3 separate regions of the Zea mays genome follow, and all the other regions are linked to region 2. A link is a contact called in public Hi-C data. All regions are on one chromosome and are shown on one strand. The core of a region is the stretch at or near the end of the contact, and the rest is flanking DNA. Distances in the headings are between cores, read along the strand shown. Region 1 holds the start of LOC100275429. Region 2 holds the start of LOC100274255. Region 3 holds the start of LOC100273588.

What was found. Hi-C and Micro-C count contacts between places; a contact is called where the count stands out from the background.
Region 1: a Hi-C map of endosperm shows a contact between it and region 2, with 2.4 times the contacts expected there. The contact joins the promoter of LOC100275429 here to the promoter of LOC100274255 in region 2. A contact is called at or near these places in 3 of 25 Hi-C or Micro-C datasets (ear, endosperm and tassel).
Region 3: a Hi-C map of leaf shows a contact between it and region 2, with 4 times the contacts expected there. The contact joins the promoter of LOC100273588 here to the promoter of LOC100274255 in region 2. A contact is called at or near these places in 2 of 25 Hi-C or Micro-C datasets (leaf and leaf mesophyll).

The regions. Positions count from the first base shown.
Region 1 is chr5:182,796,017-182,798,716 of Zm-B73-REFERENCE-NAM-5.0, forward strand. It overlaps LOC100275429, which reads left to right and starts at 1,252. Exons shown (of 6, transcript NM_001196684.1): 1 at 1,252-1,413; 2 at 1,508-1,565; 3 at 1,793-1,868; 4 at 1,965-2,060; 5 at 2,169-2,408. The coding sequence starts at 2,178.
Region 2 is chr5:183,130,907-183,133,906 of Zm-B73-REFERENCE-NAM-5.0, forward strand. It overlaps LOC100274255, which reads left to right and starts at 1,399. Exons shown (of 9, transcript NM_001365843.1): 1 at 1,399-2,124; 2 at 2,288-2,794. The coding sequence starts at 2,038.
Region 3 is chr5:183,443,001-183,445,700 of Zm-B73-REFERENCE-NAM-5.0, forward strand. It overlaps LOC100273588, which reads right to left and starts at 1,255. Exons shown (of 2, transcript NM_001148005.2): 1 at 839-1,255; 2 at 1-747. The coding sequence starts at 1,163.

The DNA.
Region 1 (2,700 bases), core at 2-2,501, 340 kb before region 2:
CCAAGGTTTGATCCCTGGGTAGCCACGGTTTGAATTTTTTTTTTCTGCGCGCGGAACGGGGGAGGGCAGAACGGCAGACTACTCTTACATTCTTAATAAGTAGTATAGATATAGATATAGATGTGGTACTATGTTTACGTGCAAAAAAGGAACTTTTAATTGAATTCTGAAGAAACTTGCGGCGTACCCTTTGACATTGTTGGATATCGCCAAATACTAATCTGGTTTCTGAGTCCCCATGAGTGTGCACAATCTCGTTCATGTTCTTTGACTAGATAAGATTGCAAGACTGTAAAGTCATTGAGCACCCTCAGTACATGTGAACAAATAACATGTTTAACCTAGTATTCACTCAGGTTTATACAAACAAAAAAAGTTGGTTTAACAAAGAGAGATATCTCAGAGTTTTCAATAATAATTATGTATTAGTGGAGTCACATTTCCAACACACCTAGGCCAAAAACCAGGCAATTATAGCTAACACCATAACACCAAGAACATAAAAAACTTGGCGAAACATGTGCTTAATGTAAACCAAGAAACAGGAACATAGCACACCGCTAAGGAAGATGATGCAATTTGGTTCTCACTTCCACTGTTTCAAGCCCACAAAGTTTATTTTGCGCCATTCAAAAACTTAAAATATTTCACATTATCCAAAGGACTTGTATGAAAGTAGAAGTATTCGAATTCGATCCATATAAAAGGGTTGAGATCTGGTCCGTATCTGAATCCGGTATTCAGTATCTAATCTGTACCTATTATATATCTGTATCCGTAATAAAAATTGAATATTTAAGATGTTGATATTTATTTAATATTTATCCAACACAATTTGATAATATCCGTATTAAATCTAAATGCAAATAAAAAATAAATATAAATATAAACGAGTAATACCTATTACATACCTCTCCGCACGGGCAACTGTCCAAAAATTCGAAATTCATATATCATACCACGCCACGCCGCGATCTCGATCCACCAACCGCGCTGTATACCGGCGTACCGGCCCGCTGTTCGGTGTCCGCGAATGCCATTTCAGACCCACAATTTCGTTTCGACTGCACGCGCTTGGTCCATACACCGGATCCATCACTGCCCGTTGGCCGTTGCACTTCGCCACACGAACGTCCAGATGTGACTCGGGGTCCACCAAAGGCACCGTACACGGTACACCGGTTATCTCTCCTTCGCCATTTCAAATAGGTTTAAACATCCCGCTCAATAGCCGGAGACCGTAGCAGCGTAGCCAGTAGCCCAGTACCCAGTAGTACCCAGTAGCCATCTCCATCCAGGCTCAAACCCTAGGGAATCTACCCAGAAATCACACCCCAAGCAGGGTCCTATCGTATCAAGAAGCCGTCGCGGGGGCCGGATCGCCGCGGCTCGGAGAGGAGCGGAGCGAAAATCGTGAGCAACCTTTGCTGTTCTCCAGTGGATATGTTCTTGCATCTTTTCGGGCGGTTCGTGATTCGATTCTTCTTTGTTGGTTCTGTTACCACAGATCTGCGGACAGGTAAGGATTCGGAGGCGGGATCAGGAGCTGAGGGAACCTGTTCGAGGTGAGAATCGAAGGACAGCAGGGGGGGTTTGGTTGGTTCTTTCGTGGGATTTTGTTGGTTCAGCCTCCGTCTCTTTGTTCTTACGTGTTTGACTGGTTATTTTGGTTCGAATACCTGCCAAGGATGGGGAATATGAGTAGAGCGGCTGGGATTTGCATGGTTTTGATGGTTTTCTTGAAGCTCTTGTCTGAACTGTTGCTCTTGTTTGCCTTGTGTTTTTCTTGCAGGTGGCCTAGACTCGTAGGGATCGCGTTGACATTGGGAGAAATCACGGAGAGGCGGAAACCGAGCAATAGCCAATAGGTGCGTAGAATTTGGTGAATAGGTTGCTCACGTCCTCTCTGAATATTTCTTGACAATCTGGCAATTTCATCCAAAAAAAATATTTCACGCCTCCAGGGGAAGGGAAGAGCAACAGTGCCCGGGGCACCAAGAATTCGTTGCATAGATCCAGGAGAAGAACAATAGAAATCTGGGCAGAACGAGAGCAGAACTGTAAGAAAATTTATGGTTTCTTGGTCCATTTACTGATGTGCTGATTCATTGTCTGGTTGGTTCTTGAATCACTGTCTCACCGATATGAGCTACACAAACTTCTCGCAGGACTACAAGATGCCTCAATTGAGAACTGCCAGCAGGCCGGCGCTCGCCAGCAACTCTGCTGGTGGTTTTTTTATCAGGAGAAGGGTGGCATCACCAGGAACTTCCCAGGCAAAGGGCGCCGCCAAGCCGCTGGCTCGACGGGTCCGAACACCTGCAGCGAGGGCTAAACCAAAGAGGAGAAGCCCCCTACCTGACTGGTACCCAAGGGTCCCACTCCGTGACATCACATCAATCGTAAAGGTGGTGAACTATTTCCCTAGACTGTATTTGGATGTTCCATAAATTTCTTTAATATTGTGTATGTTCTGTGCTAATATTATGCCATAAACTTCACCATGCTAGAACTAATATTGTGTAACCATGATTTGATTGAGGATGACAGTAGCATGAAATTGCAGGCTAAGCAAATCTTTTATGCTTAATCCAGTGATTAACATAAAAGTTGTTGTAGTTCAAATGGATTAGCGATGATTTTGTTAGGCCAATCAGCACCCTTTTGTTTTATTTGATTGGATTTTGCTGTTCTCAGTTT
Region 2 (3,000 bases), core at 149-2,648:
TCGACCACGTGTCGCGCGCGGATTTTGCGGCCGACCGTTGGCTCACCGGACAGTCCGGTGCACACCGGACAGTCCGGTGAATTATAGTCGTACGTCGCCGGTGAATTCCCGAGAGCAGCGAGTTCGTTCAAGCCAGCCTGGCGCACCGGACACTGTCCGGTGCACCACCGGACAGTCCGGTGCTCCCAGACTCAGCAAAGTCTTGGCTGCTCGAGCCAAGGCATTTCTAGTTGGTCTTTTCCTGTTTCCAACACTTAGACACAATACATTAGTCTCTAAAACAATGTACTAAGTCTGAGAAACATACCTTTATCCTTGATTTGTACTTTGTCCACCTTTTTACATCTAGGCACTTGTGTTGGACACTAAACCACCAAAATACTTAGAAATGGCCCAAGGGCACATTTCCCTTTCACTTCTCCCCCCAACCTCCCCCCTCGGTGAACTTTGAATTGTCTATTCTTTCCCATTTCAGCTGCAGTGTACGCATTCGATGTAGGTTATTTCTAGTCCAATTCAATTCTGTGTTCGCTTTGTCTAGTCACCGGCCAATTTATTTGCCGGCCTAGCTCTGCAGATTAATTCCATTTGACCGCTCCATGTATTTTTCATGACTTCATGTACCTACGCATTACGTCAAGGAGAGCATGGACGATCGTTTGATTTTTACCAATACTACGTGCAGGAATCTACAGGAACAATGGCTATCTGATGGTCTCCTGCAACGGCGGGCTTAACCAGATGCGAGCAGCAGTAAGCATTGTGTATCGAAATCTAAATACAACTACCACAAGTTACATCTCTGAATTTCTGCCATCATTAAGCTTTATAATAATGTGTATCAATCCGAGCGTGCATCTATCAGATTTTTTTCTCCCTTTCTGAATTCCAACCGTTGTCTGAATACTGAAAATTCAGGCCTCAAGGTTCCACCTATTTTTGTTGTTGTTGAGACAGATTTGTGACATGGTAACCATCGCAAGGTATCTGAACGTTACTCTCATCGTACCAGAGTTGGATAAAAAAAATTTATCACAATTTTTTTGTTGTGGTCCGACATCGCCTACTACCGCTGTCAGTGTGTGGCTGAAAATTTGATTTCAACTGAAGTGACAGGATTCAATCCTTTGCTACCAAACAGATAAAAATTGCTTCTCTTGATTTATTCCAGCCGTATTAATTACATGTCCGGAACAAGTGAAAGGGTCGGATCCACTGAATCCTGGCTTGTAACTGTCCCTAGTCTGGATTCATTCTTGAGCCGCCGAACAGGCCCTAACCATATATACCTCTCGGAACTATACACAGAAAACAGAAAGGAAAAATAGAGGAGGAAGGGCAGCAAAAACATTCAACAAGAAATATATTTGTGAGTTGTGACCACTGACCACACGTCCACACCCCACCAGCGGCCACCTTCGTCATCGCCATGTCTCCACCGCTCCACGTCTCGACCCTTTCCTGCTTCCTTCCTTCCTCCTTCCTTCCCGTCAGACTCGCCAAAGTGCGCCCGGGCGCGCCGAATCTCCAGACGAGATCGCACTCCGCACCTGACGCCGCCAGTGCCGGAGCCGACGGAGATAGCGGGCCTCCACCTCCGATCTAGTGGTGCGCCTCCTTACCGAGGTTCGACGAGCTTTAGCGGCAAAGAACAAAGGGCATTGGGAGACTGGGAGTGGTTAGATTGGCTCGTCTTGGAGGGATGCGATCGTAGCCGGGCCTGCACTTTTCGTGGTAAGTGGGGATTGTTTCCGTTGGCCGTGTCAATGCGCGCGGGATCGCGGTGATCTGCGCATCGCGCTCGAGCTGTGCGGAGCTGTAGTCTAGCTCGGGAGCACGAATGTCGGGTTATCTGGATTCCTCGGTTTTGGTGTTTCTTTGAGCAAGCATCCAGCGATTCCCTCGAAATCGCCTGATATTAGCCCAATAACACAGATGCATGGCCGCGTGGGCTCCATGTGACCCTAGCTTAGCATTAGGTGCATCTTGTTCGCTATTTCGGCGTATCTAGGTGACGCGCTCGATTTCTCGTTAATAATGCGGGCATCAGTGACTATTCAAACAACAGGCGTGGTGTTACAGTCATCACTCATCAGCAGTGGCGGAGCACGACCCAAAATTAAGGTATGGCAATGGTAAAGACATATCTTATAGTAAAATAAAATTTTAGTATAAAAACATCATCAAAAAGTATCTTAGATGAAGAATCCCTTGTAGATTATATGCTAAATAAGCAATTATTTTAGTTTTGTCTAGGAGACTTTGACAGCAGGCTTTGCAACTGCAGGGCAGCAGGCTTTCCAAGCAGCCGAATTTGAAAGCAGCAAAAGAAAGCAGGCGGAGCAGTGGAGCACGGGCTGCACATCCGAAGCAGGCGGAGCAAAGCAAAGCAGGCAAGCAGCCGTGGAGCAGTGGAGGTGGAGCACGGCCGTGCGGCCGCCGGCCAGCCAACGCCCAACGGGTCAACCGGACAAGCACGCGCGCACAGCAGGAAGGCAGAGGCAGCCACCAGCCAGGCAAGACCGCAGCCCGCAGGAAGCAGAAGCCAGAGACGGAGGTGGGCAGGCGGCCGCGGACGGACAGGCGGTCGGCCGGCCGGGCGAGCCGCGAGCGGACGTCTTGTGCTGCAGCGGCTGTGTTGCGGCGGCTGTGCTGTGCGGGCTGCGTGGGCTGGGCGGCTGAATACCTAGATTTCACTTTTTTACTGGGCCGAGTTGAGGTATGGCGCGGGCCATACTTGGCCATAACGGGCCCTCCGCCCCTGCTCATCAGAACGGTGCAGAATCATTATCAGGTGACTTTCTAATTGTATAGGGTGTGGAAGATGAATTTGAACGACATTGATGTAACATAGTATATAGTTTCGGTCCTCACACCTATGCTTGATAGTGCTTCACGCAGAAAACTGAAGGAGGGGAGGCATCATTCCTACACATGGGACGATGTGAATGAAGTTTAGTTTCATTTAATTTCATACAATATATTGTTTTGAGAGAAAAA
Region 3 (2,700 bases), core at 5-2,504, 310 kb after region 2:
TGTCGCCGGCGGCCATGAACAGCGGGCCCACGAGCCAGGCACGGGCGCCCGTCTCGTAGAATGACTCCAAGGCCGACACGTAGGCCGCGTCGAGCGCGTCGAGGCTGTTGCTGAGGACTCCCCAGCTGCGCACGTCCGAATCACCGATCTCGTCCATGAAGAAGCGCGTGAACGGGTTGTCGGGGTCGGCCCTCTTGGTGACCCCATCGGGAACCTCCTCCGCCCTGACCGCCACGTGCTCCGGCATGCCGGGCACCTGGATCATGGTCCCGGGCTCGAAGCTGGTCGGCGGGCTCGCAGCGAGCGCCTTGCAGATCGCCGAGGCGAAGCAGGACATGCCGTTGAACACGATGCGGCGGACGCCGGCGTCGGCCGCCACGCGGCGCGTGAACCCGAGGAAGAAGTCGGAGACGAGCGCGAGCGGCGGGGACGGGAGCGACGCCAGGAACTCGGCGAACGGCCCGCGCAGGAGCCCCGTCGCCTGCATGAACGTCAGGTGCAGCGACGGGCACGGGAGGGCGTCGGTGGACTCGACGCCCTCCGGCAGCGGCGGGAACGACGGGAACGGGAGCGCGACGAGGCCCACCGACGCGGGCAGACGGCTCCGGGCGAAGGCCACGTTGCCCGGGGTGGTGACCAGGGTCACGCGGAGCCTGCCGTGTTGCGCCGAGAGTGCCGTGGCGAAGTGGAGCAGCGGGAGCATGTGGCCCTTCGCCATGAAAGGGAAGATGACGACGTGGTCGCGGCCTGACCTTGACACAGGAACGTTCAAATCCCCGATACGAACGAACTGCACGTAGGGGAGAATGCGACAAACAGTTGGAAAGGGTTTTCTCACCAGCGACAGCTGCGAAGTAGTCTGCCCGCGGGGCGCAGCGGAATCCGCGGCGGAGCTCCGACTCCGGCATGAAATCGCCACGCGCTCCGATCACCACTTCGCCCGTTGATACAACGGCCGGTTCTCTCGAGCGTTGCCGAACCCCACTGACCCAATCGATTGAGCCCAAGGTTCGCACGGCAGCGACGGATCTCGACTCTCTCTCTCGCGGTGGTTCACGAAGGCAGAGAAGTGGTAGTTCGGCGGCTGGTGAAGGCGGTCTTATAGCACAGAGATGCGAGGGGGAAGAAGTCCGCGGCGCCGGATCCTCGGCGAGATCCAGCATCGGCGGGTGGTTACGCCCGAGCCGGGCGCCATTGCAACGGCCCTGGCGGAGAAGGCGGGCTGACGCCTGGGTCCCACGCAACGGTGACTGTGAACGCCCTCGGCGAGCGGAGCCCACCAGTTAGTGACCGGGAAAGAAAACGCGGCGCGGGAGGGTGCGACTGATGCGCGGGTCCGGCCTGTCAGCGCCAGGCTGCGCGAGAGCGGGAGTTGGGCCGCCGCGGGTGTAATTCGTTGGTGGGCCGAGAAACAAAGTTGAGGCCCAACAGGCATTTTCTCTTGTTTTTCTTATTTCTGTTTGAATTTCTTTCACAATTTCGAATTTTGGTATTTAATTTATGAATTGTTCATGAGTTTCACACACAATTCAAGTGCACAAACAAAAGTCCCAGCATGATGCAATATTTTATTTTACTATTATTTTCATTTTATTTCATTATTTATTAGGGAATTTATCCATGACAATTGGTTTTTTTATACATGTGTGTGCTCAAGGAAGGGAAAAAATGCATATAATGTACATCCAAAACTCTATCTCCTTTATTTATTACTAGGTCTATGTCCGTGCGTTGCTACGGGAGTAAAAAATTAGTATGAAACATATATACAGAACGACAAACATCATTGTCCCTCTAATTGGTTGGACGCATCGTTTCATCGTGAGTCACTGCATGCATTGATTTTATCTAAGCATTTGTTTGGTGAGGGAATGTTGAAACACTATCTATATATCTATTCAGATGACTGAAAAATCTTTGTTGCAAAATAGTTCTTTGCTTTCCAGTTTAGTTTACTACTATTATGAACATTGATGGTATTTACTTGATCTTGTCCAAAGCAGTCCATGTTCAAATTCATTTGTGGGGTATATGGTGTCTCCAATATGCTCTAACTTAACTTCAGAAGAGGTTTACTTTCAGTGTGTGTGCGCATGGGGTAGGGCGAATGACAAAAGGCAGTGTTGTACATAAATAATAGCTTTTGAAAACTTGGCTAGTTGATTTAGCAGAGATGATTTGGCAGCTAGGTTAATTAGAACCAAATGATTTTCCCATGTTAAGTTAATTTCTTCTTTGGAGATGGACAAGAGTTTTATGCAATAAGAAAAAAGCAAAGCAGAAGGATATGCAGGAATATGCTCTTACTTAAATTCAGAAGAGGCTCTATTATTACTTTTAGTGTGTATGTGTTTGGCTGCAGGGGGTAACCAGTAACAAGCATATATGTAGTGGCAAGAGACTATATAATAATTTTAAAGTTGATGATTGCTAGGGGAGACTACTAAAGGATAAAAAATCGTCAAAAAAATTAAAACGCTTGCTTCGTCATTTTTCTGAATACTAAAGGATAAAAAAACTTCTCAACCATCCCTATCTTTCCAGTAATTTCAAGGGAGCTGAGCTGATAGGGATGGTTGGTAGAACGATGAGAGAAGCGTGAACCATTCCGTGCAAGGAAAATCACCGCCAAAAGATAGACGGTACAGAAGCTGGAGTCCATAGAAACAACACTAGGGTGTTTTCTTGGGCTTATTTCTA